Linked DNA regions of Mus musculus: all the other regions are linked to region 2. Evidence: chromatin contacts called from public ChIA-PET and Micro-C data. All regions are on one chromosome and are shown on one strand. Each heading gives the region's core, a stretch centred on a gene start, on an enhancer-like site or on the middle of the called end of the contact. The rest is flanking DNA. Distances are from core to core; before and after follow the strand shown. Region 1 holds the start of Agtrap (angiotensin II, type I receptor-associated protein). Region 2 holds the start of Srm (spermidine synthase). Region 3 overlaps Pex14 (peroxisomal biogenesis factor 14). Region 4 holds the start of Disp3 (dispatched RND transporter family member 3).

The links. A called contact is a pair of places that touch in the nucleus more often than the background predicts. ChIA-PET counts read pairs in DNA pulled down with a chosen protein or histone mark.
Region 1: a contact with region 2 is called in a Micro-C map of embryonic stem cells, with 2.6 times the contacts expected there. The contact joins the promoter of Agtrap here to the promoter of Srm in region 2. A contact is called at or near these places in 1 of 484 Hi-C or Micro-C datasets (embryonic stem cells) and 9 of 115 datasets of contacts at active chromatin or transcription factors (astrocytes, bone marrow-derived macrophages, embryonic stem cells and 3 more).
Region 3: a contact with region 2 is called in an RNA polymerase II ChIA-PET map of memory CD8 T cells, with 7 read pairs. The contact joins the enhancer-like site here to the promoter of Srm in region 2. A contact is called at or near these places in 2 of 39 promoter capture datasets (embryonic stem cells and hippocampal neurons), 1 of 484 Hi-C or Micro-C datasets (cortical neurons) and 12 of 115 datasets of contacts at active chromatin or transcription factors (bone marrow-derived macrophages, craniofacial prominence, embryonic basal ganglia and 7 more).
Region 4: a contact with region 2 is called in a Micro-C map of embryonic stem cells, with 2.5 times the contacts expected there. The contact joins the promoter of Disp3 here to the promoter of Srm in region 2. A contact is called at or near these places in 2 of 39 promoter capture datasets (hippocampal neurons and stem cell-derived epiblast-like cells), 1 of 484 Hi-C or Micro-C datasets (embryonic stem cells) and 1 of 115 datasets of contacts at active chromatin or transcription factors (astrocytes).

What each region holds. Positions count from the first base shown.
Region 1 is chr4:148,084,428-148,089,725 of GRCm38.p6, forward strand. Agtrap (angiotensin II, type I receptor-associated protein) reads right to left here and starts at 3,637. Exons shown (of 5, transcript NM_009642.5): 1 at 3,490-3,637. The coding sequence starts at 3,516.
Region 2 is chr4:148,588,945-148,593,774 of GRCm38.p6, forward strand. It overlaps Srm (spermidine synthase), which reads left to right and starts at 2,569. Exons shown (of 7, transcript NM_009272.4): 1 at 2,569-2,842; 2 at 3,100-3,220; 3 at 3,538-3,630; 4 at 4,344-4,497; 5 at 4,824-4,830. The coding sequence starts at 2,676.
Region 3 is chr4:149,072,289-149,077,707 of GRCm38.p6, forward strand. Pex14 (peroxisomal biogenesis factor 14) reads right to left here. Exons shown (of 9, transcript NM_019781.3): 2 at 3,732-3,779. Among named protein-coding and RNA genes, the nearest start is that of Gm46722, 23 kb to the right of the region's middle. Within about 2 kb of position 4,108, at least 72 of the 459 cell types and tissues checked have an H3K27ac peak or open chromatin away from gene starts, as enhancers often do. A contact at or near this core is called in bone marrow-derived macrophages and memory CD8 T cells, where this site is marked.
Region 4 is chr4:148,285,753-148,291,195 of GRCm38.p6, forward strand. It overlaps Disp3 (dispatched RND transporter family member 3), which reads right to left and starts at 2,213. Exons shown (of 21, transcript NM_001083342.1): 1 at 1,971-2,213.

The DNA.
Region 1 (5,298 bases), core at 2,387-4,886, 500 kb before region 2:
AGGTCAACAAGCTAGGGCAGCAGGGGTCACTGGTGCTGGTTGCGGAATGCAGGCCCTCTCGGTGGTGGAGATGGTGTGTGTATCACACAGGGAGCATCTATCCCAAGGGGACCTTGGCTTCAGGGAAAGCAGGAGCTTGCCAGTGCTCCTCACCTGGGGGGGGGGGGGGGGCGGGGATCCTCACTCTGAAGTCATTCCATCCACGAATCTTCTGCCTACACTGCCTCCAGGGCCAACTGGAGCAGAACTCACTAGAGACTCAGCACACCAGGTCCAATCAGAAAGGCAAGCAACAGCCCAGCTGCAAAGCCCAGATCAACCACCCCTGTTCTGAGCTTGCTTTCTGTCTGGCTTTGTTTCAGGGGCTTGCAAAGGTAGACCTGGTTTCTGATCTGACGGTTGTTCTCTTGTTTGTTTGTTTTGTTCCCTCCTTTTTTTTGGTCTTTTTTTTTTTTTTTTTTTTTTTGGTTTTTTGAGACAGGGTTTCTCTGTGTAGCCCTGGTTGTCCTGGAACTCATTCTGTAGACCAAGCTGGCCTCAAACTCAGAAATCTGCCTGCCTCTGCCTCCCGAGTGCTGAGATTAAAGGCGTGAGCCACCACGCCCGGCTTTTTTTGGTCTTTGAGACAGAGTTTCTCTGTGCAGTCCTGGAACTCACTTTGTAGACCAGGCTGGCCTCGAACTCAGAAATCCGCCCGCCTCTGCCCAGCTGGTCTGAGTTTTTAATCCCCTCATCGCCCTAGAAGGCACAGCTTGTTTCCCACCTCTTGTTACAGTGAACAAACTGATGTGCAGAGAGGTCAAGTAACCTCCTCAGTGTCACACAGATAACTCTGTCAGAGCCTGGCCTTAAAACCTCGCCCCGAAGCCAGCATTCTCTCCACTGTCAGGATCTCCAAGGTCAAAGGCAGGGCAGAGGGAAGGGAAGTTTAACTTAGAAAAGGGTGGGTCAGCAGAAGTCTAGGGGCCAAGAGGATTAATTAACCTTTGTTTGGGGCTATGGACTGTGGTTCCGTGGTAGAAAACTTGCCTGGCCTGTGGTACCCTACCACAGGAAAACAAAACAAGCCTTTGTTTACCACTCCCAAAGGAGGAGGGGCTGGGGATGTCCCAGACCTCAACTTAAAACATCCCCGTGTGTCCTGTGCAAACATTTGGCGGCCTATTAGACAAGGCAGTAGGATGCCCCCAGGACAGCTAAATTCAAGGGCTACCCAGGAGGAGAGGCAGGTCCTCTGGCAGACTTTGGAGTCAGACCATGGAACAGATCTTAACACATAAACTTGGGCAAGTCTCCATACATACAACGGCCACCTGCTCTTCAGCGCAGCAGGGACTCTGTGGTAGAAGTGTGTCAAACACTCAAACACAGCAGGCCGCATCGCTGCCCCCCCCCCCCCACTGCTCCTCCCAGGGCTTCACAAGTCTAGTCCAACCTGAGCTGCTTCAGTTTAGCTCCTGCTTAAGACAAGCAAGAAGCCCAGTTAGGGACCCGACTTCTTTCACAGAGCCTGGGCCAAGTGCTGAGAAGAGCTGGTGTCTTTTTAAAAGACAGAGAGGGTGGACTGAAAGGGGCAGCCAATGGTGTCCCAGCTGCCTCCCATAGGGACACCAGATCTTGCAGACAAAATAACACAACACCCAGCCTCATTCTGAATTTCAGATTGTGAATGATTCAGTGTGTCCCCAATCCTGAGACACATGGTACGACTTTGTCCTTGATGCGAAGCCCAAAAGTGACTGGGTGTTACTTCACAACCCCTAGCCTGGGCACTGCCCTTCAAAGCCTGCAAAGCACACATGATCTCAGTGGAGGGCCTAGTGTTTGTATGCTGGGCTGGAAAGCCTGCTATCTTACATTTGTGATGGATACACTGTACCTATCAGGTTCTAAAAGACGATGTAGGCCATCAAAACCAAAGTTAGCCCAAAGCAACAATACCAGGAAATGCAAACCACTGGAGCTGAGTCTTTGGGGGTTCGAATCCTGACTGTACCACTTATTTCTTGGGAGACTCGGACAATTTCCTCGTATGATCTAAGCTGAAGTTTGCACCCCGATAAAAGAACACGGCTTCTCTAGGTCAGGTATGGTGGTGCACACCTTTAATCCTAGCACTCAGGAGGCAAAAGCAAGCAGATCTCTTGTCAATTCAAAGACAGCCTGATTTCTATAGTGAGTTCCAGGCCAGCCAGAGCTAGATAGCAAGTCCCCCAACTCTAAACAAAAACGACAGAGTACAGCTTCAGCTTTTTCAGCGGAGGACGGAGACTAAGAAAAACAAGCAACACAGGTTGGGGATACGGCTCGGTTGGTGGAGTGTTTCCTTATCCTGCAGGAAGCCCTGGGTTTCATCGCCACTACTGTGTAATCCTGGCACTGGAGAGGTGGAGGCAGGAGGATCAGAAGTTTGTGGCAATCCTCAGGTACACAGTAAGTTCAAGGCTACACAGTAAGTTAGTACACGAGACCCTGACTCAAATGAATAAAACATATCAGCCCATAAACATCACATTTTTCTCACCTGTTCCTGCGTTTTATTATTATTTGTTAGTGTGTGGTCCTGGGATGGAACCCCAGGCCTGGGGTGGGCTACTCAAATGTTCTACCATTGAGACTTGTGCTGTCCTCGTAATTATTCCAGCAGAATAAGGCAGAGCCTGACCTCCAGACTGCCTCCAAGTCCTGCCTGTAATTCTGTCCCTAGATAATGGATCGCTCAAGCCCATTCCTTTGCTCCAATCTCCCTCCTGCTGCTAGCCAGCAGTTTAGGAATGGGAAACCGGCCAGAGCAAGTCACAGCCCAGCCCATATGAAATCACACAACTGCTCCAAAGCACCTCTATCTTCCGGCCCTTTCCTCTCAGACACCAAAGGGTGCTAAATGGCTTAACACCTGGGAGTCTTAGGGTTTCACGGAGCTGGCACCAAAGGCCCAAGATGGCCGGTTTACTTCCAGGTCCACACGGTTCTGGCCGAAGCTAAGTGGCCAGCACCTCTGTTGCAAATGAGGAGGGCTGAGAGAGAAAAAGAACTTAGGAAATGAAGACATCCTACGCAGCCCCGCTGCCCGGAGCTCAAAGTAGCCTCTGGGGTTTTTGATTTTAGGAAACCTCTTAAGTTCCTGCTTCTTAATTATGAAATAAGGACGCTGCATGTGGAAATTAGGGAGAAGCAATTGTTTGGGGACAGCGGATTTCTCCTAACTTGAGCCAGCACTCAGACAGACCCCCCCCCCCGAACTGCACTGACCTCTCAGAAGGATAGATGTCCCTGTCCTGCTGTGGGGGACACCAGGAGCGCAGGCCCGGGCGGTCCGGTGCCCGTGCCAGCCTGGGTCTGTCCGGGAGGGGCGGCCCTGTCCGTCTCTGTCCCCAGGTGTCCCTCTCCGTGTCCGCCGCCTCCTCCCCGGGGCTCTGGACCTTCCCTTCTGCTCCGACTCCGTTCCCCAGGTTCCTGGACCCCCGCCCGCCCCGGCCGCGCGGCCACCTTCAAGTTCACGGCAGGCAGCTCCATCCCGACCCGGCGGAGGGCACCTGAGCGACGGCCGCGGGGACTCCTGGGCTCCGAACTCGGGAACAAACTTCCTGGCCCCGCCCGTCGCGTTGCGCCAGTTCCAACGGCGGGAGGCCAACTCGCGCGGCCACGTGACTGCAGCCGGTTGCTAGGAGACGGCGTCAGGCAGCTGCTCTTGCTGCTAGGCTCAGGCTCCTGCTACTACTACTGCCTAGGCCTCTACCAGCTCCTGTGCTTCAAGCCAGGAGGTCGGGATTTCTGCAGCCTAGGGGCTCAACGGGCTGCCTAAGTGGGATCGAGGTGAGGTGGTGGGACGACCTACAGCCAGAGGAGCCTGGGGCAAGCGGGCAGAAACTGCGGGTGTGGTAACAGTTGGTGTCTGCCCAGAACATCCTCTCTCCTCTCTTACTTCCCTTGCACAAGAATTAGAACAGTGCCTACCTCATCATCTTTGTGAGGATCAGTGAATGAATTCATGTCCATAAAGATAAAAAGTGAGGGTTGGAGAGGATTCCGTGATTAAGAGCACATGTTACTACTTTTTCTAGGCTTGGGTTCCCAGAACCCACATGCCGGCTCACAATCATGTACTTGTGATACAACCACCCTCTTTTGTCCTCCGCAGGCTCCAGACACAAGTGCATATACACACACAGGCAGGTGAGACATTCGTATACACAAGACAAAAATAAATAAATCTGAAAAAAAAATCGAAGCTCTGTTCTTACTGTATTAAATTTTCCTTCCAAGCTTATTGGATTTCAAGAGAATTTCATAGAATACATTAAAAAGAAAGGAAGGAAGGGGAAGTCGAGGCAAAGATATAATGATATCAAAGCCTGCCTGGCTTATAAAGTAAGACCGTGTTTATGTCTTATTGATCTACTTAGTGGGGTGGGTGGATGCATGCCACAACATGAGTGGGGAGGCGAGAGTGTGGATGGTTCTCCTTCCATCCTGGGTTCTGAAGCCAGGGTAAGGAAAGGGAGACAGGACCTGAAGTCAAGAAAGGGGCTTTCCAGCTGATGGCTGAATAGCCCCCACCACAAGGGAAGGAGAGGCTGGAGGACTCTAGAGCCCAGCAGTTTAAAGCCAACCTGGGCAACAGTGAGACTTTGTCCAAAAATGAGGGGGTCAGGGCTCAGTGTTATAGCATCTGTTTACCAGCATCTGTTTACAGTACCAGCATAGCCTAGGTAAAGTTCCAAATGATCAGAGCTGTGCCGGGTGTCAGTGGCTGATGCACACAAGCTCTAGTACCACCAATATATGAGGAGCCAGCCACTTGGAGTCCACTTGCCCAACATAGCAAAAGTTGGAAGACATTCAGTCAGGACAATTAACAGGAAGTCTCCCCTGCTGAGCCTTCAGACATGCTGAGAGCTCTCAGGAGGCGGGAGCTGCCCAGCCTGGGCTGGTGGGTGTGACTCCAGAAGAATAGAAGCCATATGGGAACCCATGAGACCCCCTGAGTGGACACAAGATGACATCTAGGTCACAGATCCCCAGATAGGACTTTTCTTCTGGGAAGATGAGAGAAGTTGGGGCGGGGCAGACCTAATTTAATAGCCCATTTGAAGGCACAACCCTCAGTCCCCAAGGAAGGCGAACTACAAGTCTGCCATTGTAATGGACAGCTATTCTGATTTTGTTTCTAGGCAGAGTATTTCTGTGATGTCCAGGCTGGCCTTGAACTTGAGAGTTTCCTGTTCTATCCTCCCAAGGGCTGGGATAGCAGGCATGTGCCTTTACCTGGGTCTAATTATGGTTTATTGCATAAGT
Region 2 (4,830 bases), core at 1,319-3,818:
GTCTGTACAGTGACAGCCACCGTGTGGCAGCCCCTTGGCCAGCAGCCACCGTTCACTGACAGGCTCAGCTTGTCACTGTCCCAGCCTTCCTTCCCTTGTGCACATCAGCACTCCTGACTTCAGAGACAAATCAGTTTTCTGCCTGGCTTCTGAGTGTCTATATCACTGTGGTTTTCCGTGGACTGGTTAGTGAGACTAAAGGCAAAACCGCAGGCCTTCGTCCAGGTCCCCAGCTGGCTGGCACTTTGGGCCACTGGGCACTCTGGAAGATTTCTGCTTACATGGCTTCATTTAGTTTTGTTTAAGACAAAACCGTTTGGGGAGTTTGCATTCCTAGTTTTTGGTTCGCTTGCTTTAGTTTTTTGTTTGGATTTGGGGGTTGGTTGGCTTTTTAGTTTTTTGGTTTTGTTGTTGTTTTGTTTTGTAGAGAGGGTTGCATTGTGTATCGTTCTGAACTCACTATGTAGACCAGGCTGACCTTGAACTTACAGAGATCCAAACATGCCTCTGCCTCATTAAGTGCTAGAATTAGAGGTATGGACCACCATGCCTGGCTTTACTTGCCGTTTTTCCAGTATCGGAATCTTCCTAAATCTGACAGGTGTGGTCAATTCAGTCTTCCTAGAGGGCACATTCCGGAACAACTTTGCTCCCTCTCTTACTTCCTAGGGGAGGAATGTAATGGATTCAACTCAGCCCGCCCTCAGGGGCTGCCATCTCCAGGAAGCATCCCTAGCCTTCTGGCAAGCTGCGTTCTGGCTCGGGGCCTCTGGCAAATAAACAGCCATCCATAGCCCAGAGGCAGAACTGTGCTGGTTGGTAAGTACGGAGGCTGCTCAGTAGATAGTCTTGAGTCCACAATGTTGGTATTCTGTTTGGACTCCGCCCCCATAGTTACCTGGTAACAGCCAGGTATGCTCCTCCCCACAGTTAGGCCTGGCCCACTATAAAAAGGGCTGCTTTCCGCCCCCCCCCCCCCGCCCTCTTCTCTCTTATTCTTTCCTCTCTCTGCATCTCTGCATTCCCTCTGCCCCCTCCCCTTTTTCCACGTTGGCCTCTATTTCTCTACTCTCTCCCTCTCTCTGCTTCTACTACCCTCTTAACTCCCCTCCCCATGCCCTAAACTGTTCTATACTATACCTTGTAGCTGGTCCCTCAGGGGGAAGGGATGCCTTGGCATGGGCCCGCTGAAGCACCCTCTTCCCCCATCCCTCACCACACCCCCATAAAACATATTCTTATACCTCTTTATCTTTTTTTTTTTTTTTTTTTTTTTTTTTTGGTTTTTCGAGACAGGGTTTCTCTGTGTAGCCCTGGCTGTCCTGGCACTCACTTTGTAGACCAGGCTGGCCTCGAACTCAGAAATCCGCCTGCCTCTGCCTCCCGAGTGCTGGGATTAAAGGCGTGCGCCACCACTCCCGGCTTCTTTTTAAAAAAAAAAAATTTTTTTTTTAGATTTATTTATTATTAAATGTAAGTACACTGCAGCTGTCTTCAGACACACCAGAAGAGGGCATCAGATCTCATTACGGATGGTTGTAAGCCACCATGTGGTTGCTGGGATTTGAACTCAGGACCTTTGGAAGAGCACTCAGTGCTCTTAACTGCTGAGCCATCTCTCCAGCCCCCCTCTTTATCTTTTTATGTACACAACACATGCTGTCCCCGTCAAGTTCGTAAAACTGGACACGAATCTCCATCTGAGCCATTGTGACCCTGGATGCCCTGGTAGCAACTTTGTAGACCTCCCTCCCTCCCTCCGTTTGCGAGCTTGAAGTCAGCCAAGGCAGGGACAGGGCTCCAAGCAACAGCTCATGCCCTTCAGCTGTGCGTTATGACAAGGGGACATGCTCCCACTCCAGGTGGAGGCTGCTGAGTATCAGTCAGAAACCGTCCCTGACACCGTGTCAGGAATAGCTTATTCGTGGTTCGTCTTCCTTCTTTGGCATTCAAACTGTGTATGGAGCAATTAGCATTTAATATTCGGTAATTAGCATGCTTAATGTGATTCTGATAAGTTCCTTGACATTTTCATAAAAACAGCCACGTTCCCTCCCACCCTTCAAGGAGCAAGACCCAGTTTGTAAAAAGAAAAAAAAAGCCGCGCCAGTCTTTTTTGGTTTTGAATATGCATGTGCGGGGCCTCAGCTGGTAAATTTAGAAAGAGCTCCATTCTTATTCTGCAGCCACCCGCTCCTGGCTGACAATCCGGAGCAAAGTAGCCAAATGGCGCGACAATCCTCGCAAGTAAATAAAAGTCCCATGTGCGCCCAGACTAGACACGATCTGCTCAAACCCTACGGGGGTCCAAGGATGGGCCCCAGCCCTCGAACCGCTGCGCCGGCGCGGCCCGCCCCGGAACCCTCCCGCCGCCAGGGCCTCTCCCCACGTGGCCCGGCAGCCGGCCGCACTACCCTGCTGCGGCTGACAGACAGCACGGCCCAACCAATCACTGCTAGTTGCAGCCCGGGGAGCCAATGAACTCCTGGTGAAGCTGCGGGCCGGCCCACGCCGCCATTGGAGAGCCGGGGTCCCGCCCCTCCGTAGGCCCCGCCCCCGAGCGGGTTAGGTTGCGGCGCGGGCAGCGGGCAGAGCTGGTCACGTTGTGCTGGGGGGGGTCCGCGCGCCCTGCAGTCCCGAACCCGCTACGCGCTCCGTCGGCCCGCCCGCCCGCCATGGAGCCTGGCCCCGACGGCCCAGCCGCGCCCGGCCCCGCCGCCATCCGTGAGGGCTGGTTCCGAGAGACCTGCAGCCTGTGGCCCGGCCAGGCCCTGTCGCTGCAAGTGGAGCAGCTGCTTCACCACCGGCGATCGCGGTACCAAGACATCCTCGTCTTCCGCAGGTATGGCCCGCCGCGCGCCGGTGCAGCTGTCAGAAGTTCTGCGCTGGGCCCGGCCCTGCGTCCACGTGTCACTATCGGGACACGTCAGCCGAGGGGACCCCGGGACCCACCCAGCCCCCACACGTGGCTCGCCTGCCACGTGTCACCCCGAATGCCCACCCCTGGACCCCATGGCGGCCACGTGCACGCCCAGGGAGGACAGGGACCTAACCTCCCAGTGTCCCAGGACCCACGTCCCCGACTGTCTCTGCCCGCAGTAAAACCTACGGCAACGTGCTGGTTCTGGATGGCGTCATCCAGTGTACTGAGAGGGATGAGTTCTCCTACCAGGAGATGATCGCCAACCTGCCGCTCTGCAGCCACCCCAACCCGCGGAAGGTACCGCATTGCCCCTGGGTTCAGCCCTGAGCTCGGGGTCCTAGAAAAGCATGTCGGGCTGACACTAGGTGAGGATGTTTGGGGGCAGATGCTACCCAGATGACTGTCAGAAAATGCGGGTCGGTCAGGATGAATAGAGCTCCTGGGAGAGCTGGTCTCCTTAGAAGCCCCGAGAGGGGAACCCAGGCTGCCAGGAAGGACCCCGTGGCACAGAAGCGTTCTGGAGAGTAGAGAATGACTCAGAGTCCTGTAGCTGGGAAGATCAGGTTCTGTGGGAGTGGGCCTGCTCAGTCCTGACTTGTCCTTCCCTGGCCCAGGTGCTGATCATCGGGGGTGGAGATGGGGGCGTCCTACGGGAAGTGGTGAAGCACCCCTCTGTGGAGTCGGTGGTCCAGTGCGAGATTGATGAGGTGGGTGCAGTCCAGGAGGCCTGGATTTGAGTCACCAGAGTCAGCTCTGTCCCATCCTGACTCTGCACCCCGAGGCGCAATGTTCTTACCATCCCTGCCCTGTTTCCTCAGTCTGAAAAGAGGGTTCAGTAGGAAAACCAGATTGTTAAGGCCTGGCACACACCACACCATGGATGTTAACTCTTAGTGCTTTCAGAGCCCAGGCAGAGCCAGAGAGCTCAACAACTTATGGCATCTCCCCTTGAGACCCAGCATGGTTTTAGTGAGCACTTACTGTATGCTGAGTGTTACCCAAGGTGCTGGGTTGATACGGCCATGGACAGGTGAGCCCCTGAGTGTAGAGCTGGTGTTTGGGTTGGAGAAGACACCATAACACAGCATGACATGATGAGGCCAGACAGGGATAAAAGATATGGAGAACACAGGCTGATAGGAAGTGTGCAGCCACGCATGCTTACAGCCCCAGCACTTGGGTAGAAGCAGGACGATCAAGAGTTTGAGGCCAGCGTGAGTTATCTGAGACCATCTCTCAAAAATGCAGAAGCTCAGATGGGACTTGGTCTGCAGGGAGTTGAGGCCTGAAAACCATGAAGAGCTGAGGTGGTGTAGATCTGGGGGAAAGGGTTTTCAAAAGAGAAGACTTGTCCAAAGAAACCCCACCAGGAGTCCCCAGCCTCTAGTCCAGCCCAGCCCTTCCTCTCCCCCCTCTTCAGGATGTCATTGAAGTCTCTAAGAAGTTCCTGCCTGGCATGGCCGTTGGCTTCTCCAGCTCAAAGCTGACTCTCCACGTGGGCGATGGCTTTGAGTTCATGAAACAGAACCAAGATGCCTTTGACGTCATCATCACCGACTCCTCAGACCCCATGGGTGAGCCAGGGCACGCGCGTCCTGCAGCACACAGCAGCCCCAGACTAGAGCCATGTGATGATGGAGGCCTGAGGACGGTGGGGGTCTAGCCTTGGTCCATAGTGACCTCTGCTTCCTCTTTGGCTTCTTCCCTGTGCTTGTTGGCCAGCATCCGGGTGTGCTATGGTGCAGTGGGGGAGGGTTTGAATGCAGGGCCTCCCAGGTGCTAAGGCAGTAGGGGGCCACATCCCACAAACATGGGTCCAGCACCTGCTTTGCCACTGAGCTGCTGTGGGTGACTGTGGCCTGGAGGTCTCAGGCAGGATGGCCATGCTCTACCCCTCTAGGCCCTGC
Region 3 (5,419 bases), core at 2,858-5,357, 480 kb after region 2:
TCTCAGGCATCAGGGGTGTGAGCTTCCCTAAAAGGACCAAACTCAAAGATGCTGTGGAACCCCACAGGATGACAAGACTCCGCCTTGATCTTAAGAAGCAAGAGCCAAAGGCTACAAGGGGTACTTTTATACCGAGACCACCAGCTCCACAATGGTAGGGCGTCTTTTCCTATAAGAGTTCAGTATACTGAGATGGCTTAATAGGTAAAAGTACTTGCTACCCGTCCTGACAACCTGAGTTCAACCCCACAACCTGCATGAAGAAAGAAACAAGAAAATCAATTCCCAAAAATTGTCTTCTGACCTCTACACAAGTGCTGTGGCACACTAGGACCAACACACACACACTAAATGTTAAGATGATGGTCAACAACTGCAATTCCATCACTTGGAGGCAGAGGCAAGAGAAGGCCAGCCTATTCTACATAGCAAGTTTCAGCAAAGTACAGTATACAGTGAGGAAAAGTTCTAATCTAGAAAAGTTGACAAGGTAGAAATCCTCTTTGGATTATTTTGGAGGAAGGAAGCAGGGAGCAAAGACTGAAAATAAAGCCAGCAGGGTGGGTAGCACACGCCTGTGATCAGCACTCAGGAGGCAGAGGCAGGAGGAGGCCTGTCCACGTAAGGACAGGCAGGCTGAGCCAGAGTCAGACACTGCATCAAAACAAGGAAGTGAATAATAAAGAAATGGGGAAAAAACTTATACCTACAACCAGAGGCAGCAAAGACTGCAGGAGACTCACCCATTAGAGAAAGAATTTGGTGTCCAAGAGCAAGAAGCTGAAATTCTAGTTGAACCAAACGCACAGGATTGCCAATGGTGTGGCTGACTACTGAGAAACAGAGTGGAGACGAATGAGCAGATGTGCAAACTGAATCTCACCACTTACTTCAAATAACCAGAAACCAGGTGACTGGAAGGAAGTCTCAGGTAAGCCAAGCCCTGTCAGCATCCCAGCAGGACTAGACCCAAGCTGCCCTGTGCAGCCATTCATTCTGAGTTGGAAACCAGGGCTTCGCATACGCTGAACGAGTGCTCTGCCTCTGAGTGAGCGGCCCGTGTACAGACTTCCCCCCACGTATTTCTAAGGTGACCTTGAACGCACGAGCTTCAGCTTCTTTAGTGTGGGATTACAAGTGTGCGCCATGTGCCCAGCTGCCCTCATTCTTAAAAACTTCCACTGTCTCGAAAAAAAAAAATTAACACTGCAACGAGTTAAAAATAAACACAACTTTACTATCATGTTCTTCGAGACCTAGCTCCAGACAGCCCAGAAACTATCCCCCAGTCCCCGCCCAAGCACCGTCCTCCTCCTCTGCATGCGGGCCCTCTCAGACTCACAGCCAGGCAATTCTGCACCAAATTATACATAACCTCGTGGCGCTTCCTCAAATTACATACAATGTTCCCTTTCCGCTAATTGTCTCATGTATACAAACGCCTTTTCTTCCCCAAATAAAACACACGAATTACTTAAAAAAACGAGGCTTGTTTGATTCTGTAATGGTCTATTCTCCGGTGCGGGTGCGGTGCTGCGGTTAAGCATCCAGGAAGCAGCCAGCACACTGAGCCTGAACAGCCTCCCTCCCTGATGAAGGAGCGGAGCACTGAATGCTTCCAAACCACACCCCTGTGCACTGAGCTGTGGGCCTGAGCTGTGCCCACTGCCTCACCAGCACCCTAGGATGCTCATCTAGGCAGTCGCCGGTCCACAGCTGCCAAGAGCTATCTTGGTGCTCGACCTGTGCCCCTGGCCTGCCCCACAAGCCAGCGTTCTATGGGCTCCTTTGCCGGCACCCTCCTGCCACCACTCCCGAGAGAAAGGAGTTGTTCACACAAGACCATACAACTCGGCTGGTGCCCTCATTTAATCAGGCTGCTGCAAATGGCTGGCCAAAAGCAATAAGGGCATGACTGAGAGACTGTGGGAGTTTAATATAAAAAAATTAATAAAAAAGGAGGGGGGAAGGAGAAAGGGTCTACCTTTTAATAGGGCCCTAATTACCCAACTCACAGGATCAGCCCAAATGAGATGGGAGTTTATTTCGGGTTTTTTTTTAATTATTGTTTTTTTTTATATATATATAAATTGCTGCTATGTGTTTTCTTTCCTCTGAGCAATTATGCAGTAAGTACGTAAAGAGGAGAAAAAATATTAATTAAATATAAGGTAATTGTAGAGTTGGCCTGGAGAGAATGAGTCTGAACTCTGGACGATCACAGGCTACCAGGGTTTGAAGACTGCTCAGGGGCTCCCAGAAAAGAAAGAAATAGCATAACCAGGCAGTAGGCAGATGCGCGGTACAGCGGAAGGAGCCACATTCAGAGTCCTACACAGCACAGGCCTGCAGGGCTCCCCGCACCCAGGCGTCAGGCAGCATCAGAGACTCCACGCTTCCACAGAGCTTTTCCAGTTGTGCCCCCAAAAGACAGCCTGGCCTCATGTTGAGGATGGAAAGCCAAATCAGGAAGTTTCAAAAGAGCCCGCAGCAGTAAGGGATAGAAACGGACTGCTGTGTTCAGTCTGGACTTCAGTGTAAGTCACAGCTTCTCTCTGAAAGGCTTGGAGGCAGGCCACAGAGCAAGCTCACAGGCCTGGAAGAACAGAGCATCTTCTGAAGAGCCAGGCAAAACTACAGAGTGGAGAGAGGTACCACAGACATGCTGGGATGAGCCCATCGCTGGGGACAGAGGTGACATGAGTAACAGCACCACTCCCCTGGAGACGTCTGGGAGGTACTTGGGTCCTCTGGGCCCATCTGCAGCCAGATCTATCTCGCCCTCTGCCTAGAAAGCCTTAGAACCTGCTAGAACCTGGCCCTGTTCACCGCAGCCAAGGGCTTCACGCCACCCTCTCCAGCTCGGCCGGGGAAGAGTGAAGAAAGCAGGAGACTGCCCGGGCTACGGAAACAAAGCCTGGGCAGATCGCCCCACGCTCACCGCTACCACCACTCCAAGTCAGGAAAGTCTTGGCAACGTTAAACCCAATGCTGGCGCGCCCCTAAAACTGAGCTGGTTTGCACAGAACCGGTCTTACTACCCAGCCCACAGGACTGACATCAAGTCCTGAAATGCCAAACAGTGAAAACAGGGCAGGCAGGCAGGCAGGCAGGGACTCTGGTTCAGACCACTCTGCAAACAGAGTTCCTTAGCTGAGAGCAGTGGTGTTTGTCCTCTACCTGCTGCGCTTGTGAAGCTGTGCCCGGAGAACTGTTGTGAGCAGGAAGCCAGCCTAGGCCACATAGTGAGTGCAAGGACAAACTGAGCTCCAGAGGGTGGCCCTCCTTGTTTAGAAAGAGAAAAGGTCCTTCAACCCTCAGTAGGTTTCTTTCCTATCAAGAATCTACAATACCATGGGTGCCACCCATCACAGACAGAACCACAGACCAAGCAACCCCAGAACCCTTCCTCTTACCTGGTCCTTAAAGGGCACCTCACCCCACCCCACCCCGGGTGCTTCACTGAGAAGCAAAGACTAGCTACTTCAGGTTTCTGACAGTGTGAAGCTGACAAGCAGCAACCTTGCTGTCACCTAGTCCTACTAGCAGCAGCAAACAAAGTGCCATGTGACTGTAGAGATGGGTGCTCCAAGAGGTCTTGTCACTCCCTCCTGATAAGCAGAAGTCACAAGCCAGAGGTCAGGGGCAAGGGTCACCAGGTCCTGCCTCCAAGCATGCAGGCCGCTGATTCGAGGCGCAGCCATAGGCTCCTCCAGGTCTTTCATACTTACCAGTGGCTCTCGGGGCACCACATTTTCACTTCCTGGAGGAGAGCTTGGCTGCAAAGAAAAACAGAAACAAAAGTAAGATCACAGTGCCACCTCATGGACATCAGAAAAACAGGCAGTGCACCCAGGTCGGTTCTGTTCTCCACGGGCTCCTGCAGCAGGAGCTGCGAGTCTCAGTCTGCAGACTGTTTCTGGGTTCACAGCCATAGCCCCTCATGAACAGGGCTGGTTTTTTCTCAGGAGGACCAAGGATCAGATGCAATCAGGAAGGATGTGGACCATGACAAAAAAGGCCAGAAAAAGGCCTAAGAATGGTCTACATGCTTTTCTACCACTGTCACAGATAGACTGAACTACAGAGAGAGCAAAAGTGTAGAACAAAAGGCAGCCACAGGGGGGCATCGGCAACCCACACTAAGGGGTTTTCTCTCATTGCAGCCAAGTGCCACTTTCTTTGGATTGTTTCGCTTCTGTGACAGTGTCTCCATGTAGCCCAAGCTGGCCTCCAACTCACCGTATCACTAAGTGTAACCTTAAAGCCCTGGTCCTCTTGTCTCAGCTTCCCCAGCGCTGGGATCAAAGAAATGCACCCCACCACTACTGCCCCCAGCCTACGGCACTGGCTACAGCACTGCCCATCACTAACAACCTGCTCTGGGTTAAGAAATAATCTGGTGTCAGGCTGAGAAATAAACAGAGCAGCCTATGAGCAAGCAATAGCACTGTGACCTGCCGGCCAGGCTCCCATCTGTTTCCTTCTGGGCCACAGCCTTTCTCATACCTTCAACCCTATACTGAACTAGCTAAAATTCAGAGCAAGAATAGGGTGCTAAAGCAAGACACAAATCTCCAGAAGGATGAGACAAGCGGCCGGCCTGAGTTGTGGTTAGTTTTTTACTGTTACTGACATTAAAGTCAATTTTCTACAGACAACACCCGGACAAGGGCAGCTAATGTGTATCCCAGGAGCCGGCCACCATTCTGCCTCCCAGCTAGTTCAGATGGCCTGTGCCAGCCTCCTATGAAGAGGGCAGAAGCTGAGAGAGGAAAGAGTCTAGAGAAGGTTCCTAAAGACCGCCTTACCGCACAGCTGCCTGCCACCACACACTTTATCCAGAGTTCTAGCCTATGAGCTCCACCACCCCAGAGCAGAAGGCCAGGCAGCTTGAAACTATAACTGGAGGTCAGTCCTCATACCTAGTGACCTTTCTCTCCCTGTGCCACCCTCCAGGCCTCCTTCCTGCCTCCCCTTAGATTTTCAAGTCTTAGCACAGACTGCCCTGACTGCCATGGATGCCTGCCCTCCAGTAACTGCTGGAAGGTCTTCAAGAGCTCCCTCCCTTACTCCCAAAGTACCCCTCATCTCCTCCTGCCCATCATCTCTCCTACGTAGCCATGGAGTCAACCCTCCACCTCTCTTTATCTCTGCTGCCATCACTTTGGTACAAGCTTCCAGCATCACTTGCCTGGACCACGGCAAATGCTTTCTAATCAGCTTACCTGGTCTCGTGCTGGCTCTCTTCCAATTCACTTTCCACAACACAAAACCCAAATCATTTGTAAAGGGCAACTCGATCATCTCCCTTACTTACTCATCCACGCCCATAAGCATCATCAATAGCTCCTTACTGTTCTCATAAGACAAGAACAAGTCCTCAGCGCGGTCTTGGAATCCTCCCATCTATTCTAAG
Region 4 (5,443 bases), core at 963-3,462, 300 kb before region 2:
TCAAGCCTTTCCAGGGTTTTAAGGATAACAACAAGAGAGTGTCAGAGGGCAAGCTGGGCTATGGGTCTGGATCCTTCAAAGCGACAGCTCTGGGCGGGGGGGGGGGGGGAGGCTGAAGGGGCAGTGATGATGAGGCTCCCTGTGACCCCAGTACTATCTCTCGATCTCCAGGTTCTGAGGCCCCCTGAGACACTTTCCTGAGGCTCTGGCCCTGGAAAATTTCCCAAGATTGTCAGTAAAAGCTGCCGAAGCTATTGGGCAGAGAGAGGCAAATATTCAGAGAGGCAGGATCGGGTGGATGGAAACTGCAGATGAGGAAGCAAACCAGAGTCGATGGTGCCCCAAGGGCCAGTGGTGCCAACATGGGTGTCAGAGCACAGACTCCAGCAAAGGAAAGTCAGGAAAAGGAACGAAGGCGGCCAGAAAGGATGATGGACGGGAAAGAGCAAAGGGTGTGCATTTGAAAGATAACCCTGGGAAGGAGAACAGCCAGCAAAGAGCACTAGCAAAGATTGCAGACCCTGGAGGCAGAAGATATGCCAGGAAGAGGTCTGAGTGGTCATGGGGGCGAAGAGTCTGAAATGGACACTGAGCTTCAAACCAAGACTGTAAGGCGCCTGCCTGCCTGCCTGCCTGCCTGGCTGGGCTGCTGCCCGGAGCTTCCCTTGAGCCTAACAGCTGCTTCTCTCCTTTTGGCAGATACTCTGATTCGGGGAGGTCTGCAGTAGAAGAGGAGGGGGCTGATTGAGCCTGTGTGTTTGTGTGTGTGCACGCCAGTGTCTGTGACCCACACAGCCTGAGCTCCTGCATGTCATGAGGTATCAGCGAGGGTCCTAGGCAGTGGTCTCTGGTGTCCGGTTTATTTTAGCATCCTCCAGCGAGAGCGTGAAGAGGGATGAGTCCTGGCCCACAAACTGGGGCTTGTGGGAAGATTAGGCTTGTCCACGTGGGAGTGAATCCTGGGTCTCTGTGTGCATTGTGTGCGCCTACGAGCCACGATGGGAATATATTTATCAGAAAGGAGTGTGGATTTGTGCGTGGAGTGTTCACGAGTGCTCTATACATAGTGTGTGTGTGTACTTCATTTGTGTGTGGAGCTTGGGGCTGGTGGGTTCAGTGCGCTGTCCGAGGTACTGACCGAGAGTGCAACCAGACTAGCACCCGCACCCAGACTCAGGAAGCATCCCTGTACCAGACAGAGATCCAACAGAGGAAGCCTCCGGGGAGGCGTCTCCTAGGAGAGTTGGGAAAAGTCCTCCCAGCGGCAGGGCTAGCTCTCGGGACTCGCCGCCACTCGTGCTGGTCATCTTTTCCTGACTGTGCTCCACGGCTACTCAGATGCCACCCCATCACAGTCCTTATGGATGTTCTGGGTCGACCCAGGGACCCTCTAGCGCTCCACTTCCATCGCCTGCCTGAGCTTCAGAGGTCCTGGCTGGCACGCAGCGGCACCTGCAGCGGGTTCACCGCAGCCCAAGACTCAAAGAAGGTCCCACCAAGCGCGTGAGTGCGCTCAAGTAGGGGGCAGCTACAGGGGCCATCGTTACCTTTTCCTGTTCCCTCCCTCCTCTGAAGTCCCGGCGGACAGCCGGATTTGGGATGGCTTCAGGCTGACGCTCAACTTTTATGAACCCAGACAGACACCTACCGAGACGAGCAGGGGTATGGAGATAGGGAGCCAGGATGATTCTGGACATTAAACACGCTCCCGCAGACCGAAGCTGCAGCCCGTCCCCAGCGTGTTGGTGCAAGCTTCGGGGGCGCAGGGACAAGCTCTGAGATCTGAACTCTGTCCCATTAGCCGGCTTTCTCAGGGCGTTGAGGCCGGGGGTGGCCTGAGAGCGAGAGAACTTCCCGCACTCCCCCCTCTCCCCGCCCCCAGACCGGGCGCATGTGGCACGTTAGACCCTTCCCCTCTCCAGAGTAGCGCATCCCCAGTCCCGATGGCGCCCAGGGGCAGTCTCACTCACCTCGCTGGCTGAGCCGAGCTAGGCTGATACACGGGTGCCGCAGGGGTTAAGGGGCTTCGGCCACCCCGCGGCGAACACTTGTCCCTTGAGGGTAATTTCAGGAGGAAAGGTCCTCAGAGCTGTAGGAGGCCAGCGGCCCCCAAGCTCCGCTCGCTGGCGAGCAGACCGCCGCCAGGTCCGTGACAACTACGTCCCCAGCGCGCACGCGAAGCACTCGCCGCCGCCGCCGCCGCCGCCGCCGCCGCCGCCTTTTATCTGCTGCCCGCCTTTGTTTGGGTCCCGGTTCCTACCACGGGGTGCGGGGGTGTCCCGGGCAGCCTTTAGAGTCGCGCCTCCCCCCGTCCACTGGCGCCTCCAGCATCAGCGCCTGCGGGCTCTGCGTCACCGTCCGGCTTAGGCTTGCTCTCCGCCGCGCGCTGCTGTCTCCCGATTCCGCCGCCAGGCGCCGCCCTGGCTGCCGCTCCCCCTGCGGGAGCCGCGTGGTGGTACAGCCAGCTTCCCGTGTTGGCGAGCAGGGACTGAGCACAGCGCAGCGACCCCTGGGGGTCAGTCTTAGTCTCTGCAAACGGACCTGGCCATGCCCCCTACTGGCCCCCGAGGTTTCTGGGCACCCAGGCCTTTCCCAGGCGTGCGCTCCTGCTGGCTTCTCTCAGCCCCATCTGCCCAGCCTTGGCACCTCACCAGCCTGCTGGACACTCGAGGGCATCCCCGGGTGCCCTCCGGAGGTGGTTGCCAAGCCCAGGCGCCTGGCACCATCTCTTCCTCCCTCCTCTATTCACCTCTCTGGCAGCAGAGCCCAGAGCTCTGCCAGCCCCTGGGACCAGGCACTCGTCCAGTAACAGCAGAAGGTCCGCCTGACACCCCCTGCTGAAAAGATACCCAAAGAAGAAAGAGCCTAGAAACCAAGGCTATCCCTGGTTTCATTTCTCTTTCAGTGCTCCAAAGACATTGGCCTTGATGTCACCCAAGGAGAGCCAAGGGAACCCTCAAAAGGACCTGGCGCCAGCCTCCCGCTGCAGGAGGGACATCACTGCCGGCTGAGAGGCCACCCAGATGATTATGACACGGACCAGGAAGATAAGCATGTAAGCCACAATCTTGGCCTTCAAGAAGTCCCCATTCTATACAAGAGAATGCAGGATCATTATGAAATAAAAATACCGAAAGCCCCTAGCTCTTTGCTGTGTAGCCCATGCCCCCATCTATATTTTTGAAAGAGGAAACCTAGGGGCCTGGGAAATGGCTTAGCAGGTGTTTGCTGCCAAGCCTGACAACCGGAGTTCAGTCTCCAGGGCAAACTCACTTCTGCGAGCTGTCTTCTGACTTCCACTCGTGCCCTGTGGTACACATGCACATCCCCTCCAAACACACATGCCATACATACATACATACGTACATACATACATACATACATACATAGTTTTAATTAAGAGGGCAGTTTGGGAGTTCTCTGAACCCCTCTCACTTTGGGGTTCTACAGGAAAATCCTGTACCACCCGTCCAGCTTTCTCAAACACAGTCCCTGGGGACTGCATTCACTGGCTGGCGGTCAGGTGGACATTTAGCTACTTATGACCCTGGATGCCCCGGAACTCATCTGTGCAGATGCAAATGACCAGAGCCAATGTTTCTACCCAGGTGTTCTCGTCCCTGCACCACATACTCAGAAATGGTTTTTCAGGGGACCCACTGGCCAGCCATCAAGCCTGTCAGAAGATCTGCAGTGAATTCATGCCATCCTGAAGACATTAGGGTTATGAAATGCTCCTGGCAGGAAGGATCCAAGAAAGGGGAGAGAGAGAGAGAGAGAGAGAGAGAGAGAGAGAGAGAGAGAGAGAGAGAGAGAGAGAGTATGAATAGATAGATAGATAGATAGATAGATAGATAGATAGATAGATAGATAGATAGATAGATAGATACTAAGACCTAGAATGGCGGGTGTGTATATTACTGCCACAGGAGCAGAAGCCCAAAGTGGTACTCTAGATAAAACAGCCCCGAAGTGCCTTGCAAATGTCCAGCTCCACCCAACATATCCCAGGGGAAGGCAGAGAAAGAGGAGCCACGGGGGAGGGTGGGAGGAAGGAGAACCAGGGTAATATTTGTTTCTAAGGGAGCAGTGGGAGACACAAAGTGTTCCCAAGCCCAGCTGAGAGCAGAGGCTGCTTTTCTTGGTGAATGGCTCAGTTCTTCTCAGTTTGTTTCAAGGAGCCTCCTTAAAGATTCCCCCCAAAGTCCCTGTGCTGTTCCCTGCAGTTTGACAGAATCACAGGACACCCCATTTGTGTTCCTAGGGTGCTGTGCCTCCCACCAACTCTTGCTTGTTGATATGACCTCCATTCTCCCGGGAACTACATTTAGTAGATTTGATATGGGTCCTGATTACACTCTCCCTGCTTTCATTCGAGTCATTTCTCCCCTCTCTAGACCTTCAGGTAATCTCCAGAGGGCCACTTCTAGTTTTGCCTTTGGTAAGGGACCTTCTTCAAAGGGAATGTACAGAAGCAGGGGACCTGACCATGGACTCTGTGTGTGTGTGTGTGTGTGTGTGTGTGTGTGTGTGTGTGTTGCAGAGTGATGTTCAGAAATTCTGAAAGGATCTGATTTTCCCAGGCCATCAGCAGGGTTTTAAAATGCAAATAGAACCAACCAGGCCTTTGAAATATGTCTGCTGTAAAGGAGAGCCTGTTGTGGCAGTGGAACAGGTCAAAGTGTGGAAAGCGGTGAGAATCCTTCTCTAGGGCTGATCTCAGCTTTTTCTCTCCTTGTCTAATCCCCTTATATGAAATTATTGTCCCAGCTCAGGCACTCCCCTGAACATTCCCCTACACCCCTCACCTCCAGAAGCTCCCCAGAGGTGACTCCAGTGGCCCTGTGATGGGCCCAGCTGTGAGGTGGCAGAGAATGTAGTTCCCCATTGTCCTCTCTGGCTCTGTAGTTCCCTCTGCCAGAAGTATTTCCTGGGTCTGATTTAAATGCCTCTTAGTGCCCAGGGGCTATTTCTCGAAAACTCTGTCTTCCTGACTAAATGAAAAGTCTTCTTTTGAAAGGGATGGGAGCCATAAAGGGCCACTTTGTCCCCGGCTCTCTTCCTTTAATGCTCCTCTGTCTGGTCTGCAGCTATGCACAAGCAGGACCTCAGAGCTAAGCCTCCCAGTCCACTCCTTACAAGCTGCGGTGTGCCCTTGGGGAAGGAAGTCACTTCCCCTTGCTGAGGCCCCACCTCCCCTCTTATTTATAAAATGGAGCCTGTGAAAGTACCTGCCTCCCAGCATTAGCCATCAAGGTTTACCAGATAAGAACATCTCTATGAAAAAGCAGCACTTAGCACATTGCGTAGCTGTGGATTTGGGTAAACATCAGGGTCTTCTTCAAACTCCTACTAAAAAAAGAGCCAGGGTACCAGTTTCTCCTGTTTTTTTGCTCCATCGGTGAGAAAGATTGTGCACAAATCAGGTTACTTCACCAGATGG